Linked DNA regions of Gossypium hirsutum: all the other regions are linked to region 3. A link is a contact called in public Hi-C data. All regions are on one chromosome and are shown on one strand. Each heading gives the region's core, a stretch centred on a gene start, on an enhancer-like site or on the middle of the called end of the contact. The rest is flanking DNA. Distances are from core to core; before and after follow the strand shown. Region 1 holds the start of LOC107886377 (agamous-like MADS-box protein AGL9 homolog). Region 2 has its middle 42 kb from the start of LOC107886364. Region 3 holds the start of LOC107886376 (squamosa promoter-binding-like protein 16). Region 4 has its middle 99 kb from the start of LOC121227069.

Evidence for each region. A called contact is a pair of places that touch in the nucleus more often than the background predicts.
Region 1: a Hi-C map of leaf shows a contact between it and region 3, with 4 times the contacts expected there. The contact joins the promoter of LOC107886377 here to the promoter of LOC107886376 in region 3. A contact is called at or near these places in 8 of 34 Hi-C or Micro-C datasets (anther, leaf and petal).
Region 2: a contact with region 3 is called in a Hi-C map of leaf, with 3 times the contacts expected there. The contact joins the enhancer-like site here to the promoter of LOC107886376 in region 3. A contact is called at or near these places in 2 of 34 Hi-C or Micro-C datasets (both in leaf).
Region 4: a Hi-C map of leaf shows a contact between it and region 3, with 1.8 times the contacts expected there. The contact joins the enhancer-like site here to the promoter of LOC107886376 in region 3. A contact is called at or near these places in 4 of 34 Hi-C or Micro-C datasets (leaf and petal).

The regions. Positions count from the first base shown.
Region 1 is chrA03:77,122,114-77,127,014 of Gossypium_hirsutum_v2.1, forward strand. LOC107886377 (agamous-like MADS-box protein AGL9 homolog) reads right to left here and starts at 2,931. Exons shown (of 8, transcript NM_001326726.1): 1 at 2,747-2,931; 2 at 817-895; 3 at 279-346; 4 at 80-179. The coding sequence starts at 2,931.
Region 2 is chrA03:78,669,937-78,675,225 of Gossypium_hirsutum_v2.1, forward strand. No RefSeq gene overlaps it. Among protein-coding and RNA genes, the nearest start is that of LOC107886364, 42 kb to the left of the region's middle. Within about 2 kb of position 1,540, at least 1 of the 9 cell types and tissues checked has an H3K27ac peak or open chromatin away from gene starts, as enhancers often do. A contact at or near this core is called in leaf, where this site is marked.
Region 3 is chrA03:77,913,340-77,918,625 of Gossypium_hirsutum_v2.1, forward strand. LOC107886376 (squamosa promoter-binding-like protein 16) reads right to left here and starts at 2,052. Exons shown (of 4, transcript XM_016810306.2): 1 at 1,672-2,052; 2 at 1-20.
Region 4 is chrA03:77,339,879-77,344,860 of Gossypium_hirsutum_v2.1, forward strand. No RefSeq gene overlaps it. Among protein-coding and RNA genes, the nearest start is that of LOC121227069, 99 kb to the left of the region's middle. Within about 2 kb of position 3,268, at least 4 of the 9 cell types and tissues checked have an H3K27ac peak or open chromatin away from gene starts, as enhancers often do. A contact at or near this core is called in leaf, where this site is marked.

The sequences.
Region 1 (4,901 bases), core at 1,681-4,180, 790 kb before region 3:
TCAATTTTTCATTGATTAGTGAATGCAGTTTCTGTTATGAAATGAGCATTGAAAGTAGAGGAGAATGGAGTGAAAGTACCCGCGTTGATCTTATCAGCTTTAATGAAGAATCAAGCTGCCTCTCAAGTGACTCAAGCTCTTTGCTGCTCAAAGGCCCCAGATCTTCTCCAAGTAAATTCCTAACCAAATATATCAACAATATGTTTTCATCTTCAATCATGTATCATATATTTAATGATTACCAACAATTTGGGCCATTTCAAAGGTTGCTCACTCACCTTTGGGACCTTTGTAAGGCTTCATAACGTGCTTTAAGCTTCAGATATTCCTGCTGGCTGCTTAGCTCCTACAGACACATCATGAAATTTGCATTTATTCCCACAAAACTACACATTTGCAGCCAAGTTTAGCATTGATAGACAGGTTAATTACTATGTATTACTTCATTGTTTCAATCATCATCTAGCTGAAAAATGTAAGCCAAATGCATATAATGGCTAATCTTAAGAAACAAGCAACAAAAAACAAAACCAAGCCAAAACTCTAAGGTAAAATGTTGTATTAGGTAAGAAACCTTAGTAGGGAGATCAAGTAATATGCTTTATAAATATAAAGTAAGTAGAATTATGAGAAAGATGCAATGTTATGGATCTCTATGGGAGAGATGAGCTTTGTAGAGATATGAGGAATAGTTTGGTTACACACTGGATTAATGAGCTAACATGTATTCCATATAGGGAGCATAGAAACTCCAAAGAAGAAAAAACCAAGGCAGTGTTTTCAAATCTCAGTTGGCAGAGATGAGTAGCATATTACCAGAGCCTCCCTAGTTGAAACATTTGTCTCTGGTGCTCCATGGCTGCACTTCTGGTACCTCTCCAATGTTTTCATCATGCTATATATATATCAAGGTAAATGACTAAATGTTAGTTCAAGGATACAACACATTCATAAACACAATATTCGAATGGTTGAAATTGGAGCTGTATGTTGAAAAGATAAATCCAAAAACAATTATCAAAGTTCAATTAAAAAAGATGGGACAAAAAAAGTAATAGAAGTTCAAAAATCAGCCATTGAGGATCCATCATTTAACAACACACTGACAATAAAGATAAAAAGGATAATATTTTTAAAAAATAATAATAATAAAATGCTGTTAAAAAGAAAAATGCTCACTGTATCACAAAAGTTTTTATTTTTATTTTTTAAAATTTTAAGAGGAAGTAATTAAAATGAAAGCAATCTTTAATTAGTTTTTTTTCTTGGTACAATAAATTGGATGGTTTAATTATTCACCAAATGTTGGGAATCAGAACTTGTTCCTTATTATTTAATTAATGATCCAAGGTTTCCAAAACACCTTACTTAAACTAAGCTTTTAATTAAACTTACAAATCATCAAATTATACTTGTAATGACGATGAAAAAGAGATTAATTAACACAGGCAAACTGTGTATTAATTAATTAATAAACGTAGTACTACTAATCACATAATAATCAATACATTTGCGTTAATTAATATTCTAGACCAGTGGAATTAAGACAAGCAGCGCTCATGCAAGTAGATCAATTGAAAGAATTAAAAACATCAAATATTTCAGCCTTCTAAACGAAATTTAGATTTTAAAGCGAAGGAAAAGAAAGTTGAAAACCCTAACATGGGGGGCAGCAGCTTTGGGAGAATCAAAACCTTAGAAACTCAGAAGCATTGATGGAGATGTACCCTTTTAAGTGATCCATTGAAATAGATCGCAGACATGATAGAATCCATTGGAAAGAAGGAAGTTGGTTTGTAAGAAAGAAAAGACACATCTGAAAAAGTAGAAACGACAGGCTGAAATCTCTTGTTTGTCTTTACTGTTTTGATTTTGTTTTTGTAACATCTCAAACAGGTATCCTTGGGTTTTTTTTATCTGTTTTGTTTTAGAAAAATAAACCAGGTTGAAGTCTGCTTTTAGATATGGGATTAAGTTTGAAACTTTAAAATAAAACCCTAAGCTCAGATCGTGTAAATTTATGAGCTCATCGAAAGCTTTCTTTCTGTTCTTTTTTTTTCCTTTTATCTAAATAAGCTTTTGGTTGTTTATATGAGAAATTAATATACATGATCTATAATGATTTAAGAGGAAAAAAACAGGATCTAATCAAAGCTTGAACGAGAGAAATTAAAGAAAGAATAAAAGTATTCAAAGCTAATCTGCAAGAGATCTTTCAGCTTCTTATGTTAAACATGAAAGACGTTAGATCGGAGATTTTAAAAACAAACTTGTAGTTAATATATATATGTAAGGATGAAAGAGGGGAAAGGAAAGGGGTGATAAAACCAAAGAGATCAAAGAAGGAAGAGAAGAAATTAAAGTGGGAATATATATATATATACACAAGAGAGGGATGTTGTCTTTTGACGATTTAGAATTGCAGATCTAACATCAAGAAGAAGAGGAAAAACACACAGGCAAACGCCAAGACATTCACCAAAACGGTAAAACTCAAACATAGCTTTATATTATAAAATTTCACTCTTTTCTCAAAATTTTCTCCCATAACTTGAATACCCCAAAATCACACCCAAAACAGCAAAAAAACCCTCCTCTTTGAACCCCCAAAAGTCAGAAATCAAAGCAAGCAAAAAGAAAGAAGCGAGAGCTTGCGTTGTTTTACGAAAAAAAAAAACCCTGTTGGTTTTGGGGTTTTGAAAGAGGGTACCAAAAAAGAAAAAAGGTGAAATAGTTTTGGTGATACCTTGAACTACTGCAAAACTCGTACAGTTTTCCCCTATTGGAGAAGATGATGAGAGCAACCTCTGCATCACAAAGAACGGAAAGCTCATAGGCTTTCTTCAAAAGCCCATTCCTTCTCTTAGCAAAAGTTACTTGCCTGTTAATCTTGTTCTCAATTCTCTTCAACTCAACCCTACCTCTCCCCATTCTTTTTTTCCCCAATAAAAATATTATCTTTGCAATACCCCAAACACTCTCTCTTTAACACTTTTGTTCTTCTTCTTGCTTTTCTCTCTATTTATTCTGTCATGGATGATACGCTTTCGCTAACAACTTCATCCATCAAGTAATCAGAATTAACCCCCCCGCCCCCCCAACAAACAAAAAAAACTTAAACCTTTTGCTTTGTTTTACGCACTAAACAAAATGATAAGACAGCCTAAACAAAAAGGATTTTCCTTTAGGTATATTATATCTCCAAGGGACCTACTTTCTTTTGTACCTTTACTTAAGCTTCACCCATTGCCCGTTGGATCAACCCCATCCAACGGTGAGAAACAAGGAACAGCCAAAGACGAAGAAGCTGAGAAACCTTAACCAGTCAATGCAAAAGGATCACTGCCACACTGCTACGTGTCGAATGGAGAAGTACATAGACTTGTAATGATCCAACTGACCATTTTAGGGTTCGGGCAATCGTATGACCTAACCTTAAGAAGGTGAACCCTCCGCAATCTGTTCCCTTCTATTTACGTAATTACCCTTCTGCTTGGTCTTTTTAATTTTTAAGACAAATCCTTGTCTTGCAATCTTCTAACGTAATCCTAATATGGTTAACTTAATTAATTAATTAGCAGCATGTCGTGATGATGTCATGGATCATAGAACAATGTTTTTTCATAAGAATAAAGCCTTGATTTTTTACTATAATAAGTTTTATCTTGGTATTGTATACAAAGGAGTGTGCATGCTGAGATTACTGGAGTTGTGGAGTCAAATCCATAACTTTAATGATGATAACAAGAATTGCATGATTAGAGGCGAAGCAAATGTTACTGAGAGAGATAAGAAAAGCTGAAAAGAGCAAAATATATGTATCTATGTGTATATATATTTTTAATTAGTTCGAAGGTTGGAGAGTTTTGAAGGAATTAAAGGAGAAGCTTGCTAATTGTGGTTCTCACATTAATTTCTTAATTCCCCCCCTCCCTTTGTACATTTTGCAAGGAATTATTGAAACGATTGCATATGTTAGCTGCTGTATGTGATTATTTCATATAAATGACCCAAACCCTTATGATTTAGTTTCTTTTTAACTCATTTTGCATTAATTTAATGTAATTACGTCGAACATTATTTGGAATTTAGAAAAAGGATCAAATACGAAAAAAAATTAATTTTTAAATAGTTATTTCTTATACTTATATATGAATATACATTGAACACATGATAGCTAGTATGGTTTCATGATTTTATGCATCAATTTGCAATATTTTTCATACTTTCGTGCATCATTGCGTCCTATTATATGGTCCATGTTTTTGTTGGTGTTAAGTATGACTCTTATTTCAGTCAAATTTGAGAAATAATTTTCTAGTTAAACTCTGTTTATTTGTTTTAATCAAACACTAATTAGTTTAGATTATTTTATTATTATTTGGCCTATGAATTTAGCCTATAAATAGGCTCTTTTACAATTTTAGAAAATACACCCATTAGATATTAGAACTCATAACACATTTAGAGAATTTTGTATTTTTGTTTTGAGGGTTTTTTATTTTCGGGTTTTAGGGGTTTAATTTTTATCTCCATCTTTTGTACTATTTGTTTTGCCATTATAGTAAAATTATTTTTGACCGTGGTTTTTTATCCTCTTTGGAGGGGTTTTTTCACGTTAAATTTGTGTGTTCAATTTCTCAATTTATTCCGATATTTTTTTTCTTGTTGCTTAATAGGGTCGATCCTAACAAGTGGTATCAGAGCTAGTTCAATATTCATAGATCAGCCCATTTAGATATGGCAGCAATAAGGTTTGAAATTAAGAAGTATGATGATGAGACAAATTTCAATTTGTGGCAAGTTCAGATGATTGCAATTCTAGTTTAAACCGGCTTGAAAAAGGTTGTTACCGAGAAAAAGCCTGAGAATCTAAATTAAACAGAATGGGAAGAGCTTGA
Region 2 (5,289 bases), core at 290-2,789, 760 kb after region 3:
TTCAATAATACTAACACTTTAATTTTAATTTTGAAATTTTAAAGATATTAAATTCTTAGAAATAAAAATGGGATTAAATTTTAAAAATACGAAAACAACATGAGCTTGGAACATTTTTTAACCTTAATGTTTTTAATGTTGACCAAATAGAAAAGTTGCATTTTTAGGCTCTTCAAAAAAAAATTCAAATTATAAATTTTTTAGATTTTGGACCCTTCCAAAGTTTTGGAATTTTATTTGGATTCTTGAAGACAAAATTTAGAAGGTTGGGCATAGCGAGAATGAAAGGTTGAAAACAAAGTTTCATACTTCTATCAATCTATCGTAACTGATGTTGTCATGTTTTTTGTCTTATGTATTTAGACGAGTTTAGTTTTTTGATGAAACTTTCAACTTTATTTTGGGGAAATGGTGTGTTTGAAGTCCAAACATTACATAATTACTTGGAAACTTTGCCTTATCATATTGCATTCTCAATCTTTGACCGACCAACAGCAACCTACCTGCATTTATATTTGCGTCAAACAATTTATTGCATTTAATTTTGGCTTACATTTATTATCCAGAATTTGTCCTTATTATCATGAAACCTAATTCACAAGTTCTCAACTCTATTCTATACCATCTTTAATTATGTTCTATTTTGTGAAAATAAAACTACTTAAACAATAATTGTTAATAAGAGCTTTATGAATTTAAGGAGTACAACAACAAAGTTTGATATTATATTCTTGGAATGTCTATTCTTTATTTTAACTTTATGTTTAAAAGTTTTGTTGGAAAGCTCAAGCTACTAAAAAAGTTACGCAGGGAAAAAAAGAATTCATTAATGAAAATGTATACATCACTCTAAATTGTGAATTAAAAAAAAAAATCACCATTTGACATTTCCATTATTCCTACCTAATGAATTGCAGAAAGGAGTCATAACTTTGAAAATAAATTAACAAGAAACTCAGCAATTTATGAGTGACCCTAGTAACTCGATGCAAAGGACTTGACATGCATCAATTATCATTGAAATCTTAACAATACAATTTAATGTTAATATTTCTTGTTTTTTATACAATAGACATAATTTGAATTCATATCAAATAAATGTCTAACAATAATTTTAATTATAATTCTATATCAGTTAAAATGATTTTAATGCCTATTAACTTTAGCATTAATAAAATAAATTTGTTATGGGATTTTTATACTAATCGCACTTGCTCTGCAATATAAATATATTTTTAATGGAATTAATTTGTACATTATGTTGTTATAAAAATTATTTTTTTGCGAGATTTACAATTATTTCTCCTAATAACATTATTTCCATAATTTAAAACCCGCATTTTTTCTCATACAATGTAACTTATCATTGTAAATATCGGTAGCATATTAAACACTGAGTCATGAGTTGGAAGTCAAACTGAAACTGAGTTGATATATACAATGCTGAGCACTTTCTTTGATATCATTAACTAGGTTGTCAATATATGTTTGTTTCAATTGAAAAAAAAATTCAGGGCCCATGAGTCGAGATCTAATGTCATGTTCCAAGCCCAACAAAGGTGTGTGGAAAGATGACTTCCACGGTTCATAAACCACACAGTTTTAGTGTGTGCGAGGCAATTTTTTAGTTAGTTTTTCTTTTATAAGATCTTATAGTTATCCTATAATATTTTAGTTTTTGTTATAAAATAAAATACAAAGAATAAAAAATAAAGAGAATCAAAGAGTAAAGAGAACATATTTTATTGATTGATGGGAATCATCTACAGTGCTTATCCAAAGTCTATATTTATAGATATAAGAAATATAAATGAAATAGAACTCCACTCCTAATTACTATTAGAATTTAAAGTACATCAAAATTTATCTACATCTTGATAGACATCCACTTAATAAATATTCATAACACTCCCCCTTGGATGTCTATTTGTTGATAATGTGTCTCGTTAAAACCTTACTAAGATAAAAACTATGTGGGAAAAAAATTTCTAGTGAAGGAAACAAAGTACACATATCTATAATACCCCTAATATGCTGCTTCATTAAAAACCTTACCAGGAAAACTCAATGGAACAAAACATTGGTTAAGGAAAAAAGAGTACAGCGCGTATTTACTCCCTCTCATGAAAATATCACATACTCCCCTCATGAAAATATCACATACTTTCTCATATTCTACGTATTCAATCTTGAATACTAGTTTTTCAAATGACTATTCGAATGTATTTGCTAAGCATTTCTATCACCATTCTTTTGAAAGTCATGAGTGAGAAAATTTTAGGGAAATATATTTTGATATTTTCAAGAGTTTCAACAATAATCATAACAAACTTTAATCATGATTCTTCTATAAAAATATAAATAGGTATTTTGGATCATTTTATAACCCTACTTCAACTACTATTCACCCAGTCAAATTTACCACATATATTAAAATTATTTCAACTACTATTCACTCAGTCAAATTTACCACATATGTTCAAATTATTTCAATTCATATAAATAAAAAATTTCTCAAGAATTTCAATATGCTTTTAGCATTCTAAATCCTTCAAGGATTTTAATATAAACTTTACTGTATAGTGATTCATAAAAGGTTGTAATAACAACCATTAGACGCAAGTTAAATATTTTATAAATTGTCGGTTTAATAATATATTTAAAGGTTATTGTATCCACCACAAAAGAATATTTTTTTCATAATCAATGCCAGGACTTAGCAAAAACTTCACATTTTATTCCGTTTTTGCAAAACTATTTCATTTGTACCCTCACTGGCTTTATACCTTTATACCTTTAGATATTTGGACTACTGGTCCAAAAACTCCACAAATTAATTGCACTTGAGTTGCATTTTTCTATTTTGACCAATCTATTCTATATTTATATTTCTCAATATATTTATTCAAGATCCTCATTTTATTTCATTATTTCAACAATAATATTGCACGCAAAAACATTATAGACCAATTTTATTATTGGTTCCACATTTTCTCGAATTGACATAACTTATCGAGATTTCTTTATTTTCACCATTTGAATCTTCAATTTAAAGTACCTGAATCTCTTCTAGACTTTTAGTTATTAGAGTCTTGGGTCTCTTCTAGAGTACCTGCCATTAAATAGCCATCTAGAATAATTTTCATCTTTGGAATAGGTCAATCTATTATTTATTCTAACTAATTATCCTACTGGGACTTTGATTCCAAATATTAGATGGTATATAACACTTGATTTTTCTCATTAAGTTTGTAAATACATCTGACAGTTAACTTGTAATAAAGTGAGTTATCCTTTTTGGACTTATGGTTCAAATTACTTTCTATAAGGATCTAGATAACAAGCAGTGATTTCATTCAACTATTATTTCTCTCCCCTTAATTTCGGGAAAGCTATCACATCAAAATAGTAATCACAAAACATGTCATAATTGAATCTCCAATACATTCAAAACATCTAATAATATAATGAAACTTGTAATTAATATATATTCCCAAATTTCTTTGATGATTCACTCATCTTTGTGCGTTGTGGTGGAGCAATTGGGACATATACATACATTCACAAATTCAAAGATGAGAAATATTTAGCTCTTGACTAAAAACCAATTGTAATGGGGAGTATTTATAACTTATTGGCTTGATGTGTACAACACGTAAATCAACATAATCTCATGTTGAAATAGGAAGTTTAGTTATCATAAGTAATGGTTTAGATACTAATCAAATACGTTCAATCAATAATTTCTCTAAACCATTATGGGCATAACTAACAAGCTTTTATGAAAGTTTTTCAAACTCAATCAATAAAAGACTGCGATATAAAATCATCAGTTTTAACAATATGAATTGTCTTAATTGCATAATCTAAAATTAATTATTTAAACAAGTAATCTTGCAAACGATAGGTTGCAAGTTGCTAACACATATTTGATTATTTTGTAAATGTATCTACCAAAATCATATTATATCAAAACCATCCACATGGTGGATGGATGCTCCCATATTCATTTCAAAAATTTAAAACATTATGTAACACCCCAAAAGTTATATTTTTTGTTTCTGTGAATTTATAACACAACTGTGTATCTGCTTCAGTGGTTAAGTATTCTGAGTGTGTGTATGAGGTCCCAAGTTCAAACATTATCTTAGGTAAATTTCGGTACTTTGCTGAATTAAGCCTGTTACTTGAGCAGTGGGCCTATATTTAAGTATTTGTAATTTCATATCAGAATGGGCCTGCTGGTCTAGTGGTTAAGATGTGTGTTGGTGTGTTAGGGGTTTAAAGTTCAAATCCCTCCGCGAGCAAGAGAGTTTTATTTTTGTCTAGCTCTGCGTTGGTGTTTCAGAGCAATTGGAATTCTGTGTAGTGGGCTAGTGGGGAGATAATTAAGGGATTTGGGAAGTTATCAGTTTTAATTCTAATCTTTTTCAAATTTCAGTTTTTGCAAAATTCTCTCTGCTGTGCTGCCAAATTTTTCATTGTTTTCTTCCTCTTTTCTTTTGTTTTCTTTCTTGCCTTCATCGTGTCCGTTGATTAAACTCGCTCGTTTCAAAAAGTTTTTGTGTTGCCACTTTCTCTCGTTTCGTAGTTGGTGCTCTGAAAAAAAATTGTTTTGGTTCTTTTAAATTGGGTGGAAATCAAGGAGCGATTACTGCTTCTGCAGATTTTTAAACGTTGGGTTTTTGGCTCACTTCGGTAAGTGACGAGTCCACTTTTCCAATGTTCTAAGGGTTTTGTTGAGAAACATTTTCGGTTTGGTTTTCGATTGTATCACTAAAATCGGCCTTGGTAATGTCTATTATAGGTTCTGAAGATTTGTAATTGCGCGTTGGAACGATATCGTAATAGGTGTGTATCCAAAAACACATAAAACGAGAATTGGCAGAAGTCGAAAAACAAAAATGTCAATGCTACACGGGCGTGTGGTCACCCATGTAGTAGGCCGTGTGACAATACACGGGAGTGTGATTGACGAGTCAGGTCATGCGCGCGAGACACGAGCACATGACACAGCTGTGTGATGGCTGGTGAGGTCATGTGTGAGACACGGGCTCAGCAAATTGGGCCGTGTGGGCCACATGGGTGTGTCGGCCTATATGGGTGAACCACACGGACGTGTGAAATTCTGGGCCAGGCCGTGTGATCCACACGACTAAGGTCAATTTGGGCCGTGTGGGCTATATGAGCGTGTGGGTCCACACAGGCAGGACACATAGGCGTGTGAGACCAATTTTTTGAAATACCTTGAAAGGTTCATCGGTTCGCCTAAGAAAATTGGGACCTACT
Region 3 (5,286 bases), core at 802-3,301:
GCTGGCGATTCCTAATTCACCTGCTGAGTTACAATGGACTTTAAACACCTCAATATCGCTGCAAACATTACAATGTCTTCTTATTTCTTGTTCTTCAGTCCCATCACCTTAATCAAACTATAACGTAAATTCAAGCCCCTCTTAAAATCGTTCCTTAGAAACAAATAATGGGACTTAAACCAAATCTAGAAAAATGTTAAATTTATACTTCGGGGAGTTGGGTTTTATTAAAATATATTGGGACTACAAAGTTTGTTTCTTTTTTTGGGTCATTTCAAGATGAAGAACAAGAGGAAGGGGATGATTGGTTGGGTTGGGTTGGAAACTCATAAAAATGATCCATCCATCCGCCTACTATAAATGACTCATCATATATGACCAAACTAAAGAGTCGTTGACAATTAATACTTACTACTTAATAAGTTTAAGTGGAAGAAATGAAATTTTGAATTATAACTTGAAAAATTTTGAATGGGAATGATGGTGCAAAGTTGTAAATGTGTCAAAAGAGTCATGAACATACTTGCTATTACAATGGGAGAAGTATAAAAAGAAGTCTAATGTTGACTCTTCCATTGTCCTGTTCAGCCATGTTATTATGATTCATATAAGAGCAAAACATGACTATATTTAAAAATTTCAAGATGTTTAGCAATTTGAATGATCTTAATGAATCTCATTATCTGTGTTTGTTGTTTTATAAATATGTGAATATTAAAAAGAAACTATAAAACATCATACATTTGTCAAGGAAAAGAGTGTGAAAGGAAAGGAAGGCGGTCTTAATGGTAATAGGCCCCCCACCTTTTATGATATTTAAAGTTAAATTTATCTTTTTTTGAATTTTAATAGGTAACATGGCTTTTGGGAATTGAATTTAAAAATAAGACATTGGAAATGTTGTAAACAGTGTGACATCAATGGAGTGGCACTCGCATCCCAACCACAAGTAGCATGGAAGATACTTTTGGAAAACAAAGAAAGGCCTTTGCCACAATATGTGTTTTTCTTTTTCCTTTTTATATTGAAACAAAACACTTAAAACTTTTTAAAATCCCAATTGGGCTTAAATAATAATTCGTTGGAAATGTTGAACTTGTATTGAACCCCAAAAAAAACATGTTAGTAATTGTATTTTTGTTCTTAGGTTGAGTGGGTATTTCCCAAAGTAGAGACTTTTTCACTTTATAAAGTTGGAGCAAAGGTTGGTGAATATACTAAACCCCGTTGATTTACTAAAAAGGGCGGGGGGGGGGGGAAGACCATATGGGTCTTTTTCAACCGTGACATATAGTTATCATTGCAACGACCAGAAGAAACCACTTTAGTTTACTATTAAATACATTTATTTAATTTTTATAAAATTGATATATACGATTTAAAAAATATAATAAAATATTTTTTATATCACGGCTATTTTTATTTATATTTTTTAATATTGTTTAAGGTTCAACCCACGTATATCTCAAACAGTAACAAATGTTAATTTTATTAAAATAAATTTAGTAGATAAGTAATAAAGAGACCTAAACTTTCTCCCTAAAACAACCCTACGATTTTTATTAGCATAAAGTATAGAGTTACATCTAATTTCTTAAAAAGAATGAAGCACTTTGAATTAGTATTTTGCTTACCATATATAAAGAGGTAAGTAAAAGGGTGAAGGGGTACCTGAGAGAAATCTAGCAGAAGCTGGGCACGTTCTGCAATGATAGTTTCAGATAAGCTGTGAAAAAGGAGAAAAAAAAGTTTGAAATGGGGAGAAGTGTGAAGTGAAAAAAAACTACTTTTGAGCACAAGAACAAATAGCCATTTAAGAAAGGGATTGTGAGCTTCTTAATCTATGAAAGCTAAGCTAGGGTTAAGCTAAGCTAGGGTTAATAATTTATTCAACAATGGAGATTAAGAGAGAGAAGTGAAAGTGGCAAAGGAGATGAGCATGTAAGGTTTCCAGCTTATTTTATAGGTGTAGAGAGCTTTGAAAGTTAGAAACAAGTTGCATAATAAAATGAAACTCAATAATAATGGTTGCTGAAAAGAAAAAAGAAACGAGTGGCAAGGAAAGTGACAGGGTGTTCTAATTGCTTTTTTAAGTATCAACCTTTTATCCGGAGAGAGAGGGAAAAAAAAGTACAAAAGGCCTATGTGTTGTGTTTCACTTTCCGGTTCCGATTTTATTTGTTTGTTTGTCCTTTGCTGGATGTCTTGGTTATTTAGTTTTATTTTAATTTGATTTTATCAAATATTTTTTGTTTTTTAATTATAATTTTTCTTAAAAATATTTTTTTCCTAAATTCAATTTTAGGATGATTTGTTTTTTTGTTATCTATTTTGAGGTCGGTAAGTTCAAAAATTAAAAAAGTGAAAAATTAAAATAATTTTTCTTTATAAAATTAGACGGTTAAAAGATTAATTATGAATTTTTAAAAAGATTCTTTTACGAATTAATTTGTTTTGAATATACTTCACTATTCAATTGTATTTCAGAATTTGTTTTATTTCACATGAAAAAGCACATGATTCTATTTTAAATTTTGAACCAAAACCTGAAATTCGGTAAAATAGAAAAAAAAGATTATATAATAAAGAAAATATTAATTTGGGTATATAATAATAAGGAAGATTATATCATATTGGAACCCAATTTTGCACCTGGGAACCTTTTATCATGCCATTAACATGACTATTGGGTTCAATTTAATTTTGGAATAAATAAAACAAAATTGAAGTCTAATATTTTGATTTTCTGTGTATTAACCCATACTTTTGTTGACTTGTAATTTTGGATATGATGTTTTTCTTCATCAGTAGCAGCAACAAATGGAATAATGATTGAGTAAGAGAGGGGGCATTAGGCTGTCGGCTTTAACCCTAAAAAAGTCATTATATATAAGTTTTAAATAATTTGTTTACTAATTAAAACTGTTAATGTATAAAATAATACATGTTAAATTTTTAAATATTTTTTTATAAAAATAATTATTTAATACACAAATGATGAAAACTTTCAACTCCACCAAGGGAGATAAGATTTTGTATTATTTATTTATTTTTAATTATTTAAATACAACTTAAATTCACATAAAAAAATCTCAAATTCACTTATGAAATTTTAAATATTTACAATCTATGTACCAAATAATTATTTAGAAAAAGACAAGCAATTTAACCAAAAACAAAATTTTATATTAATGTATTTAATTAGTATTTTCATTTTCATCTTATAATCACTATTATGTTTGTACTTTGTATCCAAGTAACATATTCTAATATTAATTTTAATTGCACTTATCTAGTTATTCACTTTTTGTACGTAAGTAGAGTAAATTTTTTTATCATTTAGTAAAATAGATATCATTAAAAATTAAATTTCAGAAATATACTTTGTTATGATTAACCTAATACTTATGGGTGTCAGAGTTTAATAAAATGTATTGTATCATTAAGTTTTTTTGAATCTCATTGAATTAGAATAACTATTGTAAAATTATTGAAGCACCTTGACACCGGTGAGTATCAACTCCGTGTAAAATGATTAACTTTAAATTGTAACAATATAACTTATTTTCTTAACATGTGGATAATACTTAAAACGAACTTGACACTCATGAGTGTCTAGTTCTTTGTAAAAATTAAAAAAAATATTGTACATCTTTATTTGTGGTCGATTATTTGAAAAAGAAATTACAATTTAAATTGATCTGCCATCCATGAGCATTAAGGTTCTCTTAAAACCCTAATAGAACCTTAATTCCAAAACCTATAAATAGCTCATCCAACTTCCAATCTGTAACACCCCTATCCCATAACCGTTGCCGGAATAGGTAAGGGGCATTACCAGACAGACAGAACATTTTAGACCAATTCAGAATCACAATTATCACATAACATTAATACATAGGCAATGATCAACAATTCATCCCTTATGATGGTCTACGAGACCTAAAACATACTTTTAAGGACAGTCGGAACTAAACCGAACACATTCATAAATTTCAGAACTCAGAAAATTTTTAATTCTGTTGAGGTCACACGTCCGTGTGACCAAGCTGTGTGCCTCACACGGGCACCAGACACGCCCATGTGAACCAACCATGCCAAAACAAGGCATACATACTAACTTTCACCCACAACCAACAGACACGCCTGTATGCTATGGTCGTGTGATACTTAGCTAGCTATTGACTTGAGGCCACGGCCATATGACACGCCCATGTGTCTTAACCGTGTGATCTTAAGATGTTACTGTTTTGCATACACGGCCACAAGGCACGCCCGTGTTCCCTGACCGTGTGGCAAAATACAGGCTTGGTTTAAGCCAACTTGCCACCCCTTTTTGGATCATTCCGACAAGCAATATTAAACAACATTTATACTAAAATTTTCAGCCAATTCCCTGTTCAACACATGCTTCATTATAACTAAATCATCACCATTCAATAACCTATTCAAATCCATACCAAAACACATTAAAATTCTTATTACAACAACATGCCAAAATGCTCATTTCATAGCTCACTTATAGCACCTTCTAACTCATGCTTAAACTTACCATTTCCTCAACTTGGTATATTTTAAAATGACCACCACATACAAGACTATATAACCATTACAAGTATACACAATTTGGCATCACAACCCATTTACCAAAACTAAGCACAAAACATACCATTTGCTAGCCAACTCTCATGGCATAACATATATATACATATCAAAGCTTAAATACATAGACATTCTAGCTTATACATGCCATACTTAAAAATATTTACATTTTAAAAGTACCAAAATGAGTTTGATAGTATGGTGATGATCCTTGACAGTCCTCGAGCTTGTGGTAGCTTCGATATCTAAAAAAAAAAATCAAACACACACACAAAGTAAGCTTTCAAAAGCTTAGTAAGCTTGTACTAAAATTATCAACAGTATATAAACATAAAACATTAATACATAAATATATATAAATTCTCAAATCATCTATCAAATCTATACCAATCCAATCCATAAGTAATAAACTTCACCTAGATAATGTCATCTAGCACAAAGGTATCATACATACCTGGATCTTCCCATACTTATTCACTTTCATTATTACTTCTTGCTTGAGTAATTCAAAACTTTTCGTAAATTATTCATACTTTAACATTCGCACACTTAGTGCTATAAGGGTTAGCCGAAGCTAAAATGATTCCGCACACTTAGTGCCATTTCAGTTAGCCGAAGCTAAGTTGGTATCGGACACTTAGTGCCTTATATATCCTAAGCTATTCCAACTCACACACTTTGTGC
Region 4 (4,982 bases), core at 2,018-4,517, 570 kb before region 3:
TCTATATAAATAATAATTACTTAGGACACATACATATACCATGGGTCAAACAAAAGAGTGATGGAAAAAAGTGAAATAACTATTTTACCCTTACATTTGAAATTTGACAAAAGATGCTTTAAAGGATAATTTAGTCATTTTCTAATTAATATTATTTTCAATTTTAAATTACAAAATAAAGTGTAATATTTTAATGGATAAAATATGGGACATTACATTTCAATAATGAGATTTAACCATCAACGTTAATTTAAATAATTAATTAATTAAAGAAAGAAAATTGTGTGTGTGGGTGTGTGGCACGGGAAATTATTAATAGAGAGGAAAAAAAAGTTTTATATTTAATTTAATTTGGTTAAGAAAAGCATATTCCTAATTTAAAATTCTCTGAAATTAAAGTTAGATTTTGTACACAATTTTAATTTATGAGCGTCTTTTCATATGAAATCAACTGTAAAGGCTTAAAGACGAAGATGGAAGTGGGGAAAGTTTGGGTAAGTTGTTCCACTTATTATATTATGTTTATTTGAATGTATAATTTTATGTAAAATTGTAAGAATTAAGTATATATAATTATTTATTTTATATGTTTTAAGTGATGAAAGTATTATGTTCATGTATGATGTGAATGTTAAATGATTTTATAAAAAATTTGAAGGATGATTTTAATTGATTAATTTGATAAAAATTGAAATAAGGGTTAAATTGCAAATTATGTAAAATTTTAAAACCAGGATTAAATAGAGAAGATAAAGTTTGGATTTTTTATGATATGAATATAAGAATATGATATTTAAAGTATTATAAAATTGTATTTAAATTAACATGTTTTAAATATGAAATTTTAATATGATTTGTACCAATTTGAAATTGGTAAGTTAAAATTGTTATGATTTGTATGTAATTTGGAATATTTGTTTGAGTTGTGTATACGAATTTGAGATGAATTAGTGATAATAATTAAAAGTAAGTCTTAAGGCTATGAAATAAACTCAGATGATGGATTTACGTATAAATTTTTATATCAAACACAAAATTGAATTTTAAAAGTTGAAATTGAATCCAATAATAGAAAATTAAGTGTAAATGTTATGAAAAGCTTTCAAAATTTTTTTTTATTGTGATATTCTTCATCCGAATTTGTTATTGGATCAGGAAAGGGTGTTACACACTTTTTTAAAACACTTTTCAACCACAATAACAATGGAGAACTAAACCTTAAGTATTTAGTATTGTTATAAAAAAAATCAAAAAATACTTAAGAGATAAAATTAGTAAATATTATGATATTAAAAAAATATTGTAACTCATTATTAATATTTTGATATATGAAATATAAATTTTAAATATTGTTAAGCAATTAATATTAATTATTTGTAAAATTTAATTTAAATATATAAATAGTATTTTAAATATTAAAATATATCCCGTACAAATTCAAACATATAATGCTACATATTTACAATAAATTTAAATTGAGAAATAATTGTATACCCAATATAAATATTATACAAAATAAGTTTAATTATAAGTAGACCTGATCATAGGCCAAGCTATCCGCCCAGACCCGAAGGCCCACCCAAAATTAGGAAGGGCTTAGGCAAAAATATTTGGCTCGGAAAATTGGTTTGGGAAAAAAAGTTAGGCCTTTTTAAAATATGGGCTGAGCTTGAATATTCAAGGCTTGAGCCCGGCTCATTTTTAAGTTTGCAATAATTTATATTATATAATTTATAACAAATAAAAATTAAATCTAGAGTAATATATAATACTACTATAATATAAACATTAAAAAAATTAAGATAATTATTATAATTAGTAATTAAAAATTATATAAGACTATAAAATTAAACTAATATAAATATAATTTTAAAAATTTTAAAAAATAATAATATGGGCAAGCCTAAAATAAGCTTGCATTATACATTTGTAAATATAGACAAACTTAAACAAAAATTTATATCTATATTTCACTTCAAATCAAACTTAAACAAATATAAAATCTGTTAATATTATGTTTAAACTTAACTATAAATAAATGTTAAAAATAAACTACTTTTTCCAAACAAAAAATAAAAATGGGATAATAATGCGGTATGTGAATACTTTGCCTTATTAAAAATGTAATAAAAAATCAGATAAAGAGATGGATCTGGTGCGTTGAGGAAGAAGTGGTTCAGAAATTAAGAAAAGAATCAATGAAAAACCAAAGGCAAAGGCAAAGGCAAACGGCCAAGTGGGGAGGGTGAGACAAAATTAAGAGTCAAGACCACGTGGGTTTCTCTTTGTATTCTGAAGTGACGCCAAGCTTCGTGGGTTGCAACGTGCTGCAATTATACACCTATATAGGGCCAGACCACGCACTCTGCTGCTGTTGGGGACGACCTTAATTATCCACAGTAATATTAACACAACCAATTCATAAAACGCTATTTAAACTATATTTTTTAAGTTGATATTTAATTTATTTTTATCATAACTATACTTAAATTATATTTCATTATCTTCGATGGTACTTAAATTATATTTTATTATTTAAATTATTTAAACGATTTTAAAAAAAAATTCTTAATCAATCATTTTATGATACATAACACTTTTAAAATTGAAAAATAATATTTTCTTATGCTTTTTTCTTAAAAAAAAACATTATAAACATATTCATTAGTTTTGTTATTCACTCAAAAACTTCAGTTACAAAAACTTTAATAATCTGTAAAAATTTTATCAAAACCCAATTTTCAGCAACAATATTCATATTTCGATGAGTTTTTTTAGCCTCAATTTTGATCTTTTTTTCTCACCTAGATCCAAAATCCATGTATTTTTTTTAAATAATTTATTCTTTCTTTTCTATATAATTTGTATAAAACAATTATTGTTGGATGAACCTCTACAATAGAAAAAACCTAGATAAAATATAAAGCCAAATACTAGGGAGAAGTTTAGTAGGAAAAAAGATATTACAAAAAATATTATCTCACAGTTAAAAAATAAAAAAGATTTAACTAAATTTGATTTTTAATAATTTAATTTTATTCAATCTTATCTTTTAAATTAAATTTTAACTTAAAAGTATTTTTTTAATAAGTGGGATAATACCACTTGTGATAAAGAAATTAAAATATCAAATACTATTTTACTATTTAAGCTTTGATAAAAAGAATATCATTCAATTCATATTCATTTAATTATAGCCGGTTAAGAATATAGCTAAAAGAAAATGTTATCTAACTTAGAATTTGTAAAAAGAAAACCCACTTCCCCCATTTGACAGCGATACCTAACTAATCTCTCTGTGTCCTTATTTACATCACTTCAATCATCAATCGCAATGGCCCATTTGAAAGAGATGGTTTTCAGTAAAAATAAGTAATAAAAATATTCCGGTTATATGTATTTCTCCAGAATTTCAAATCGACACACGTTGCTTGTGTTGAAATTTGAGTGATGAAAATCGAGTGTAAATTGGGCGGTGGTTGAGGACCAGAGCAGCTTAAATGTAATAGAATGTCATGATTTAAAATAATGATCAAACCTGACGTGGTGATTACTTGTTAAGAATGAGGATGAATTATATTTCATGATTAATTATTTAAAAAATATTTTGTAATTATTGTTATCGAGAGTTAATGTAAATAATAAATGGTGGAGGGATGGGTTAGGAAATGTCAAATTTTGGTTGCCATTTCAAGGAAGACACTATAAATGTCAACATAATAATGACATGTGGACATTATTCCCTTTTTGTATACTTCTCTTTAAAGAAGTCACATCTAGTGGGGTTATCGGTATTGGAAGTCTTATCAGCAGCTAGGGATTGCTAAATCTACACTTGAGCTTTGCCCAAGCAAAGAAAATAGAAAAGATAAATTATTGAAGGGTGGAAATATAATTATTTATGGCATGGTTCACGGTTTAATTATAAAGTATATATATTTTTTAATTTTGGTACTTATTTTTTTAATTTGATATTTAAAAGTATCAATCACATTAAAGGGCGTTTTACTGAAAAATACTCTTTTTTAAAGTTAATTACAGAAATGAGCCGATTTTTTGGTTATTTACCGGACTAGGCTATTTTTCCCGAAAACGCGTTCACGTCAGCGTGCTTTCAGAGTACTTGTCAGCAAAACGCTTCCCTGGGGGAGCGCTTTTGTCCACGTCAGCAGAAAATGCTTCCTAGAGGGAGTGCTTTGTTGACGTGGACAAAAACGCTCCCCTAGGGAAGCGTTTTGCCCGTTTTTTACGTTAGAGTTTTTAGGGTTTTTAGGGTTAGGGTTTTTTATATTTTAGGGTTAGGGTTTTTTATATTTTAGGGTTTTAGGGTTTTTAGGGTTTATAAAAAGATTAATTGATTTGGGGTTTAAATTAACTAGTAATTTTAAATACTAAATACTAAATTAGAGTTTAAGGGTTTGCGGTTAATTGATTAAATTAGGGATTGATTAAATTAAGGTTAATTGATACATGATCGTTTAAACATACTATTTCAATATTTTATTTCTTATAATATTTTTGTAAAAATCCTTAAATAACTCTTAACGTGTAAACAACAACTTGGTAATTCGATTACTTCAGCATTTAAGTTTTTTTCCCTTATCATGGCTTAGATCATTTTATTTTTGATCCACCGGCTAAGTTTCTTTTACCTTGTAACAAGCTCATTTCTGATTTTTTTTAATTATTAATTTCTAATATACATACACAAAAAAGAAATTCTCAAAGATAACATGATTGCAGCATACATACATACTGGCACTATGCTAAGTATAGGGTTTTGAGAAAAATTAATTGAATTAAGGTTTAGGGTTTTAAGGTTAATTCATTAAATTAAATATTAATTTTAAATACTAAATACTAAATTAGAATTTAGGGTTTAAGATTAATTGATTAAATTAGGGTTTAGTGTTTTTAAATAAATTTGTGTTTAGGGTATTAGAAAAAAAACATATAAGCAATATAATTTTTTCTTAGGGTTT